2 separate regions of the Macaca mulatta genome follow, and region 2 is linked to region 1. Evidence: chromatin contacts called from public Hi-C data. All regions are on one chromosome and are shown on one strand. Each heading gives the region's core, a stretch centred on a gene start, on an enhancer-like site or on the middle of the called end of the contact. The rest is flanking DNA. Distances are from core to core; before and after follow the strand shown. Region 1 holds the start of KIF14 (kinesin family member 14). Region 2 holds the start of DDX59 (DEAD-box helicase 59).

What was found. Hi-C and Micro-C count contacts between places; a contact is called where the count stands out from the background.
Region 2: a Hi-C map of fetal cortex germinal zone shows a contact between it and region 1, with 3 times the contacts expected there. The contact joins the promoter of DDX59 here to the promoter of KIF14 in region 1. A contact is called at or near these places in 3 of 14 Hi-C or Micro-C datasets (cortical neurons, fetal cortex germinal zone and fetal cortical plate).

Annotation. Positions count from the first base shown.
Region 1 is chr1:58,265,448-58,270,307 of T2T-MMU8v2.0, forward strand. It overlaps KIF14 (kinesin family member 14), which reads right to left and starts at 2,234. Exons shown (of 32, transcript XM_028851869.2): 1 at 2,172-2,234; 2 at 1,834-2,000; 3 at 1,049-1,123; 4 at 1-306. The coding sequence starts at 176.
Region 2 is chr1:58,320,309-58,325,168 of T2T-MMU8v2.0, forward strand. It overlaps DDX59 (DEAD-box helicase 59), which reads right to left and starts at 2,151. Exons shown (of 8, transcript XR_013417408.1): 1 at 2,028-2,151. It overlaps LOC144340888 (a long non-coding RNA gene), which reads left to right and starts at 2,663. Exons shown (of 4, transcript XR_013417429.1): 1 at 2,663-2,844.

The DNA.
Region 1 (4,860 bases), core at 984-3,483:
TTACCTGCAGATCTCAATAATGGATCATAATTTTCACATTCTGACATATCTGACTTCAAATGCAGCTTAAGTCGGCTACTGTGGGTGAGGGCATTCAGTGATGAACTATTTTGGGAAGAAGGAATATCAAGAATATCGCCGCGGTTATTTCTATTATGAGTACTGTGTAATGACATTTTGGCAGTTATTTTAAAAAAGAATAATGACAGTTATTTTAAAAATGAATAAGACCCTAAGCTCTTCTTTGGACATTCATTTGATTTCCAGCCATTTCTTATGTATCCGTTTCTGAAAATATCTGCTAAACTGAAAGAAAAAAAAAAAAAGATTTAGATTACATAGACTACAAACAAGCTTCAAAAATATATAGAGAACATCCCATTGTGTAAGTAAATTCCCAGAGGCATATATTACAATAGATCACAATCTGCAGCTCAGATACTGCTTCCAAGCAACTTCAGGCAAGTCTCTCAGAGAACTTGCCATCATTATTCAACAAATATTGACTAACTTTCCACTAGTGCCAGGCCCTCTGATAGATAGTGTAGACTTCAAAGACAAGAATACAATTCCCATTTCTTTAGTCTAGAATAAATATACTGATAAGCCATATATCAGGCCAAATGTGTCAAGTGACTTAGGAGATGTAAAAAGTGCATGTCAACATAGATTTTCAAGTACTCCCAGCTTGGGGAGTGGGAAGGACTAAAGGAAACCCTAGCACCTAAATCAGAGTGTGGAGCAAAGTATTTTTATAAATACCTGCTACAAAGTATTTTTTTTTCCACCAATGTTCCATAAGAAGGTTTATTTTATTTGTATAAAATATATATATATATATATATATTTGGACGGAGTCTTGCTCTGTCGCCAGGCTGGAGTGCAGTGGCGGGACCTTGCCTTGCTGCAACCTCCACCTCTCGTATTCAAGCAATTCTCCTGCCTCAGCCTCCCAAGGAGCTGGGACCATACAGGCACCCACCACCACGCCCAGCTAATTTTTGTTGGCCAGGATGGTCTCGATTTCTTGACCTTGTGATCCACCCACCTCGGCCTCCCAAAGTGCTGGGATTACAGGTGTGTGCCACTGCGCCCAGCCCATGTATGTTGAATACAGGAATGCCTACAGAGAAGATTAAATTGATTGGTGTCAGGAGGCAGATTATTCCCAAGTACCACAGGCAGTAAGTACAATAAGAACTGTAAATTAATTGTGTTGAGAAAAACCATGCAAGATTAGATAAACAGACAACCCGCCCTTTAGCAGTAACACAAATTATACAGAGGTGTATGTAAATATACAGCAACAATATCTATCAGGTATTAACGTTTTAAAGAAAGGGAACAGCAGTGACAGCTAAGAGACCTGGCTTTTAGTCAATTTAGTATCCAACTCCTTACAAGGATGTAAACAAGACTTTAAATTTGCATGCCGGGTTCTAACCTGTCAAATGACACTGGTTCAAACTGTTGCAAAGATTATTGCTATCGAGGAACAAATTAATGGAAGGTAATTTTTAAATGAGGCTTTTAAATGTTTACATAAATAACAGTCGTTACAAAAAAAAAATTCGTCAGGTTATAAGCATCTCCCATCAACGTTTCAACTCAAAATACAAAATTCTCCTGTTATGAAATGAATTTAAGGGCAAAAATAAAAGATTCTGTAAATTCTCTTGCAACTAAAAACCATTTGCGATTTGCACAAATTGAGGAGTTTCGCCATCAGATTTTAAAGAGCACTGGAAGGAATACAAGGAATCCAAACCAAAACATCCGGTGGTTGTGTTCTTTCTCTGCTAGTCATTACTAGGGGCTATGACTAAGAATTACCTCTTAATGCCAACCGACTCGGGGAGACTCGGGGAGAAGCCCGCGGGCCCAGCGGCCATGAAGTCCGCCTTCTCGGTCCCAGCAGAGACGAAGAGAAGGGCGAACACGAAGACAGAGAGAAGGGCGCTCTCCTGCGCCCTTCGTTCGGGGACCCCTTTGCCGCCGACCTGGAATTGTGAGGAATTGAACGGGGGAACGGAGCTAAGACCACCCGCACGCAGCGCAGCGGTCGCCTGCACGGAAAGCGTCCGCACGCCCTCCCCAGTGCCGAAACTTCACCCCTCCGCAGAGTCCGACACCCTGGGGAACCCCCTCAAGACAGTCCCCACGCCACTCACCACCTCCAGCGCCGGCTCCCCAGAAGGCCGCAATTTGAATGGGCGCCCCGCCTTCTGATTGGCTGCTGGGCGTTGCGTCGGGTGCCGCGCCTTCGTTTCCTCCCGCCCCCCGGAAGTGCCGGTTGTTGGGCTTTCGTTTCCGTCCCTGAGTGCTAGACTCGCCCTACCCTCATCTCCCAGGCGACGCTCCCGCCGCTCCTCGGGTTCTGCTAAAGCGTGGAGCTTGGTCCGCTTTAAATCCGACCGGTGGAAGGGGCGGCGGTCGCGGGCGCAGCGGGCACCTCGTTGAAGTGGGTGTTAAACGAAAAGCACGACAGTGACACTCTTGTCGATCTTTAATCTAAAAGAAGCCATTACATCGAAGTCTTCACATTGTAAATGGATATTTACCCCCATGTTAATCATAATAATTAAATTTTCTAGTGTTTCCTACGCCAGGCGTTCAAGTAGGAAATATGCTAAATGTCTTATATGAATTTTTAAACACTCAGTCCTGAAAATCTTGTAATAATAAATATTAATGTTATCCCTAGTTTACAGACGAGGAACTGAGGTTTAGAGTTAAACTTGTGAAAGATCAGACAATTAGCAGTGGCATAACTAGAACTCGAAAGTTCTTGCCGCCATACAGTGTAACTCCGTTTCAGTAAAAGTTCCCGTTTTTTGTTTTTTGTTTTTTGAGACGGAGTCTCGCTGTGTTGCCCAGGCTGGAGTGCAGTGGCCCCTGCAACCTCCACCTCCCGGGTTCAAGCAATTCTCCTGCCTCAGCCTCCCAAGTAGCTGGGATTACAGGCACGTGCCACCACGCCCGGCTAATTTTTGTATTTTTAGTAGAGACGGGGTTTCACCATATTGGCCAGGCTGGTCTCGAATTCCTGACCTTGTAATCTGCCAGGGTGAGCCACTGCGCCGCCCAGGCCCCCGTAAGATTTTGAAATCTGAAAAAAAACTACAAATGCATTCTGAAAAATAACCAAATAAATGAGAAAGACTAGATAAATAGATATTGTAAAGCAACAATGTTTTTCAAACAGGCAAAAAGTACAGAGATATTGGAGAAGTATTCACTGAGATAGAGACCATAAGTAGCTCCAATTATATAGACAAACCAAGCAGATGATAAAGTAGTCATTCTAAAACTTACTCTAAAAATCATTCTAAAATCCAATTAAAATTAAGGTATAAGGAAACTATCAGAAAATAGAATACAATATTTATCAGGGCCAGGTGCGGTGGCTCACGCCTGTAATCTTAGCACTTTGGGAGGCCAAGGTGGCCAGATCACTTGCAGTCAGGAGTTTAAAACCAGCCTGGCCAACATGGTGAAATCCCGTGTCTCCTAAAAATACAAAAATTAGCCAGGAAGTGGCGGGCACCTGTAATCCCGGTTACTCGGGAGGCTGAGGCACGAGAATTGCGTGAACCGGGGGGTGGAGGTTGCAGTGAGCCAAGATCGCACCATTGCATTCCAGCCTGGGGGACAAGAGCGAAACTCCGTCTCAAAAAAAAAAAAAAAAAAAAAAAGTATCCCATATATGGGAAAATGATCATTCAATTTAGAAACAAAGCAAGATACATCAAAGACAAACTCAAATACATAAAAATTTTAAACATATGTATAATTCAAAATAATTAAAATGTAAGGTAACTGGAAATATATATTAAACATGACAGAAAATATAAAGACCTTTTTCCATTTTAAAAGGAAACTAGGCTCATAAATAGAATTTTTTAAAATGGACTATGAAAATGGGCAAAGGTATTTCACACAAAAAAGAATTAAGGGCCGGGTGCAGTGGCTCACGCTTGTAATCTCAGCACTTTGGGATGCTGAAGCGGGTGGATCACCTGAGGTCAGGAGTTCAAGACCAGCCTGGCCAACATGGCGAAACCCCATCTTCACTAAAAATACAAAAATTAGCTGGGTGTGGTGGCACCTGCCTGTAATTCAAGCTACTTGGGAGACTGAGGCAGGAGAATCGCTTGAACCCCGGAGGCAGAGGTTGCAGTAAGCCGAGATCACACCATTGCACTCCAGCCTGGGCAACACAGCAAGACTATCTCAAAAAAAAAAGAAAGAAAGAAAGAAAAAAGAATTCACATACATAAAAAAATAATTTATATAAAAATGAAATGCAAACACCTGACCATTGAGTGTAACTTTAAAAAAGAATTAGCTACAAGCTTTTAAAAATTATAATTTTGGTGCTGGTGATTTGCACCAAAATTTAAAAGTATTCATTTCTTTTCTTTTCTCTCTTTTTTTTTTTTTTAAAAAAAAAAACATAGAATCTCACTCTGTCACTTAGGCTGGAGTGCAGTGTCGTGATCTCAGGCCACTGCAGCCTCAACAGCCTGGCCTCAAGTGATCTTCCCGCCTCAGCCTCAGCCTCAGCCTCCCAAGTAGCTGGGATTACAGGCACGCGCCACCTCGGCTAATTTTTTTTTTTATATTTTGTAGAGAAAGGGTTTTTGCCATGTTGCTCAGGCTGGTCTAGAACTCCTGGGCTCAAAGGATCCACCCGCTTCAGCCTTCCAAAGACCTGAGATTACAGGCGTGAGCCACCGTACCTGGTCTAAAGTATACATTTCTAGTGACATAAATTGGTATGCTTCTTTGAGGACAGGGACCATGTCTGTTTGTAATGTATCCCTAGTGCTTAGTATAAGTCCTGATATATAGTAGATG
Region 2 (4,860 bases), core at 901-3,400, 55 kb after region 1:
AAATACTTCGCAATTAAAATCTTTAAAATCAAAACCACAAATCACAGAGAAAATGCTATTTTCATAACACTCAGTGTTATTATATGCCAAGCACAATGCTTCACCTAATCTTCACAACCACCATGTAAAGCGGTTAGCATTACCTAATATATATGCACAGATATTTTTTCATTATGCTATACTATGTAGATTACATAGATTAATATACATATAGCATAATGGAAAAATATAGTAATATACATAACATAGCATAATGAAAAATCGTGTGTGTATAAAACACATTATATACACTTAGAAGAAACTGAGCCACTTAAGTGGTTTGTCCAGGCTCGCACAATTTTTTTTTTTTTTTTTTTTTGAGACGGAGTCTCGCTCTGTCGCCCAGGCTGGAGTGCAGTGGCTCGACCTCGGATCACTGCAAGCTCCGCCTCCCGGGTTTACGCCATTCTCCTGCCTCAGCCTCCGGAGTAGCTGGGACTATAGGCGCCCGCCACCACGCCCCGCTAATTTTTTGTATTTTTAGTAGAGACGGGGTTTCACCGTGTTAGCCAGGATGGTCTCAATCTCCTGACCTTGTGATCTGCCCGCCTCGGCCTCCCAAAGTGCTACAGGCGTGAGCCACCGCGCCAGTCGTGCTTGCACAATTCTTAAGTGTTACAGCCCTGGCACTCTGGATCCAGAGCACAAGCTCTCAACCATATGAGGACTAAGCTCTAATTTTTTATCTTACCCGAATTCCTTTCTAAGGGGTCTGGAGAGTCATGTCCTATAAACCATAAATTCTTATCAGATGGGTTTTATTTAAGCCAATACACAGTGACTGACTTTCCAATCTGACTCTGGCATAACAAGGAAGAAAATAAAAATGTTTTACCCCAAAATATATTTCCTTGCCATACCTTAAAATTGCCCTGCAAAGTCTCCTGTAGGAAAAATCCCCATTTTATAGAGAATTCCCTTCCCCGCTTTGTTTTCCTTCCTTCCTTCCTTCCCAGATCCAGGAGATAATCAACTAAGAGCCAGGAACCCTTTTAAGTCCAATATAAAACAATTTACAACCTGCTCTCTCTAAAGTCTGCTATCTAAGAGCTTCCTCTGCACAATAAAACTTGGTATCCACAATCCTTTATCTTCAGCCTGAACATTCCTTTTAATAACCTCAACCATCAACCAGATAATGTTTACATTTACCTATAGCCTGGAAGCCCCGGCTTTGAGTTGCCTTTCTAAACCAAACCAATGTATTTCTTAAATGTATTTGATTGATGTCTCATGCCTTCCTAAAATACATAAAACCAAGCTGTACCCCAACTGCCTTGGGCACATGTTCTCAGGACCTCCTGAGGACTGTCACTGGCCATGGTCGCTTGTATTTAGCTCAAAATAAATCTCTTCAAATATTTTTCTGAGTTTGATTCTTTTCATCAACCCCGATCTATACCCATTTACACCAAAAACATATCTGCAAAATTACAGTGATTGGGAAGAAGACTTTTAACCTAATCTGGGGACTATCAAATATCCTAACAAATGTTTTTCTTACAAAAATTCTTTGTTTAAACTGCCAGATTCCAACTTCCAGAAAAATTCCAACAGAAATGCAACTGTACGTGGGGTGGCGGGCAGCGCAGGCACGGCTCTATGCGAGCAGGAAAAAGCTTGGAACTCAAAAGTCTTCCAATGGCGAAAGGGAACGGGCTCATGCCGGGAGGGCGGGCAGCGGCGCAGCCTGCAAATCTCGCCAACGCCCCCCGCATCCCCGCACATTGGCGGGCCCTCCTCTCGGGCGTTGCCTCCCACCCACGCCCGGCGGCACCGCACCCCGAGGCGCTTCACGTCATGGAGCTGCTGAGAGACGGGCGGGGCTCCGGTTCCGGGTAGAGGCCTGGGACACGGGGAACTGTAAGGACGGGGCGGGGGGGGGGGCAGCGCAGAGGCACCCGTTCTCCCTCCGCGGCCTAGCGGCCGGGCTCCAGGAGAAAGGGCAGCAGGACGGCCAGGGGCCCGGGCTTCCGGGGCACGCTCACCAGCGCAGGCCTGAGGCCGCGTCCGCTCCCGCTCGGGGCCGGCTCCCCCTTCCAGGCTCCAGGCCAGGCTTCCGCCCGGCAAGCCCTGACCCGCTGGTCAGGACGGCGGCCCGGGACTGGTGGTGCGGAGCGGAGCGCACAATCCACTTCTCCGGGTTTTGGGAGGGGGCCGCAGCCCGCTTTCCGGGCGGTGGGGAGGCGGGGCCACCATGGGGGCGGAGCTCGGCTGGGAGCCGGCAGTGGCTTGGGAGGGAGGGATGAGGAGAGGGGCGGGAAGGCTCCTCGCGTTTTCACGCCCCCGCCCGGCTCTGGGCTGGCGGTAAATCTCGGAACCGGTCGGGATTGGGCGGGTTCTGGACGGAGGGGCACATTTGGGAATCCTTGGAATAATTTACGTAATGGAGTAGGCTGGGATTGGTGGTTAAGAGTCGGAACGTAAGCAAAGAAGCAGCAGGGCGGCGCGGGGCCTGGCACCCTTAGAAAGTGGGAAGTGTGAGTGTAAAAGGGAGGGGCGCTTCTTCCCGTTGGGCTCAAAAACCCTTTTCTGGCTTTAGTAGAGCCACTCAAAATTCAGAGTCAGCTTGATGTGGCGTATTTGATATGCTGGATAATATTTCCTGCACCACCGCACCCCTCCCCGCCAGCCCCAACACCAACAAGAAAGTAACACAAGTCACGGTTCTTGGTCCTTGTGGGCTGACATTTCCCTGTTTTGCCAACCTCTGGAGCCACGTGTCCCAAGCAGTTTGTAGTTGAGAAGTGATGGGGGAAAGGAGACAGCACGGGAGAGGAAGGAGGGAAGCCAGCTTACATTCAGGTGCCTTAAGTAAATATTTTCGATGTAATATTCGATACATACAAAATAGCTATTTACCAAATATGTAAAATGTAAAGTATACTAATGAAAGTATCACTCCACCACGTTATCAGTATTTAGCATGTATCCATGCATCTCCAGGATTCTACTCCTGGCCTCTTAGCTCACCACCATCTTCCGTTTTGTCCCTCTTTGTCATTTTTAGTGGTTTTATCATATTTGGATGCATTCCTAACTGTGTATTCGTGTATTTTTCTTTTTGAGCTTTATAAAATTATATATAGCCTGGAATTGCTTTTTATCGCTCAACATTTGTTTTTTTGATTCATCCAAGTTGTTAAGTGTATTAACAGAACATTTATTTCTTACTGCCCAGTCAAAAGGAAGTTTTCTCCTGTTGGGAATGTATTCAATACTGTAGCCGGTAGGATTATAAATGCGCTTTAAGTATTTTCTTTTTTGATAGGAATCACACAGACTAAATGTATCAACTTCCCAAGTTTGTAGGTCACATACCTATGACAGAACTCTTTTCCTGGGTTTTGTGAAATTTGTAATTGTTGTAATTTCTTTTGCCATTATAAAAAATATTCACTTTTGAACCTAATTTTTATTCATAATTCTGAATCTTTTTCTTTAAAAGCCTCACTCTTCTCCAATTATATAAGCTCATACCCCACAAAACCTGAATCTGCCCCTAGTAATTACTAACAGGGCTAGTAGGAGCATTCTTGTTCACCTTCTGTACTTGCGCTGGACTCTAATTTGAACCTAGGAGCAGCACTACGGCATCAGAGGCTATGGGGGCTGTTCAGCTTTCAAAGATAATGCAGAATTGTTTTCAAAGTGGTTGTACCAATCTGTACGGCCGCCAGTACCGACCACAATTCTCTCTAATCCTCGTTATTTTCACACTTCTTAGTTTTTGCTAGTCTACCCAGAATAAATACCATGTTTTTGTCTTCATTTGCATTTCGTAATTACTGATAAGGTTGAGCACTTTGAAATATGTTGATTATTCCTTCATGTTTTCTCTTCCCCTTCTAAGGGGGTGTGTGTGTGTATACATATATAAGTGTATATATAACGTATATATGTATATATAATGAATAACAATCTTGTTAATTGTGTGTGTTGCAGATATCTTTCTGTTTATAGTGTGCGTTTTAAAATAAAAAAAAATTTTTTTTACTTATTTTGAAAAAAAATCAACCTTATCAAAAAGTTTCAGGATTAATGAACTCCTGTATGCCCATCACATAGGTTCACAGTTTGCTATATTTGTGTGTAGGAGATACGATATATAAAAAATATGTATACTATATATATATATATTTTTTTTTTTTTCTGAACCATTTGGGAGTACGTTGTAGCATATGTCTCCAAAGACAATGATACTCTCTTTTATACTCACAGAAAAATGTTCCAATTGAGGTTGTTTGTTTTTTGAGACAAGGTCTCACTCTGTCACCCAGGCTGGAGTGCAGTGGTGCAATCTCGGCTCATTGCAACCACCTCCCGGGCTCAAGTGAGGCTCCCACCTCAGCATCCCGAGTAGCTAGGACTACAGGCACACCCCACCACGCCTGGAATTTTTTTGTTGTTAGAGATGGGGTTTTGCCATGTTGCCCAGAATGGTCTCCAACTGCTAGGCTCAAGCGATCCACCTGCCTTGGCCTCCCAAAGTGCTGGGATTACAGGTATGAGCCACTGGGCCTGGCTGAAATTTAGGTAGTTTAACATTGATATAGTACGAGTAGCTAACGTGCAGTCTTTATTGAAAATTTACCAGTTGTTCCATTAAGATGTTTTAGAGCTATTTTTTTCCCCTAATCCAGGATTTAGTCCAAAATATTTTCATTTTCTTTATGAAGTCTTTTTTTCCTCTCTCTGTTTTTTATTTTATTTTTTTAAAGAGACAGGATCTTCTCTCTGTCACTCAGGCTGGAGTACAGTAGCCCGATCATGCTGTATGGCTTGTCTATGGTCAATTTTTATATATTTTTAAAACCAGAG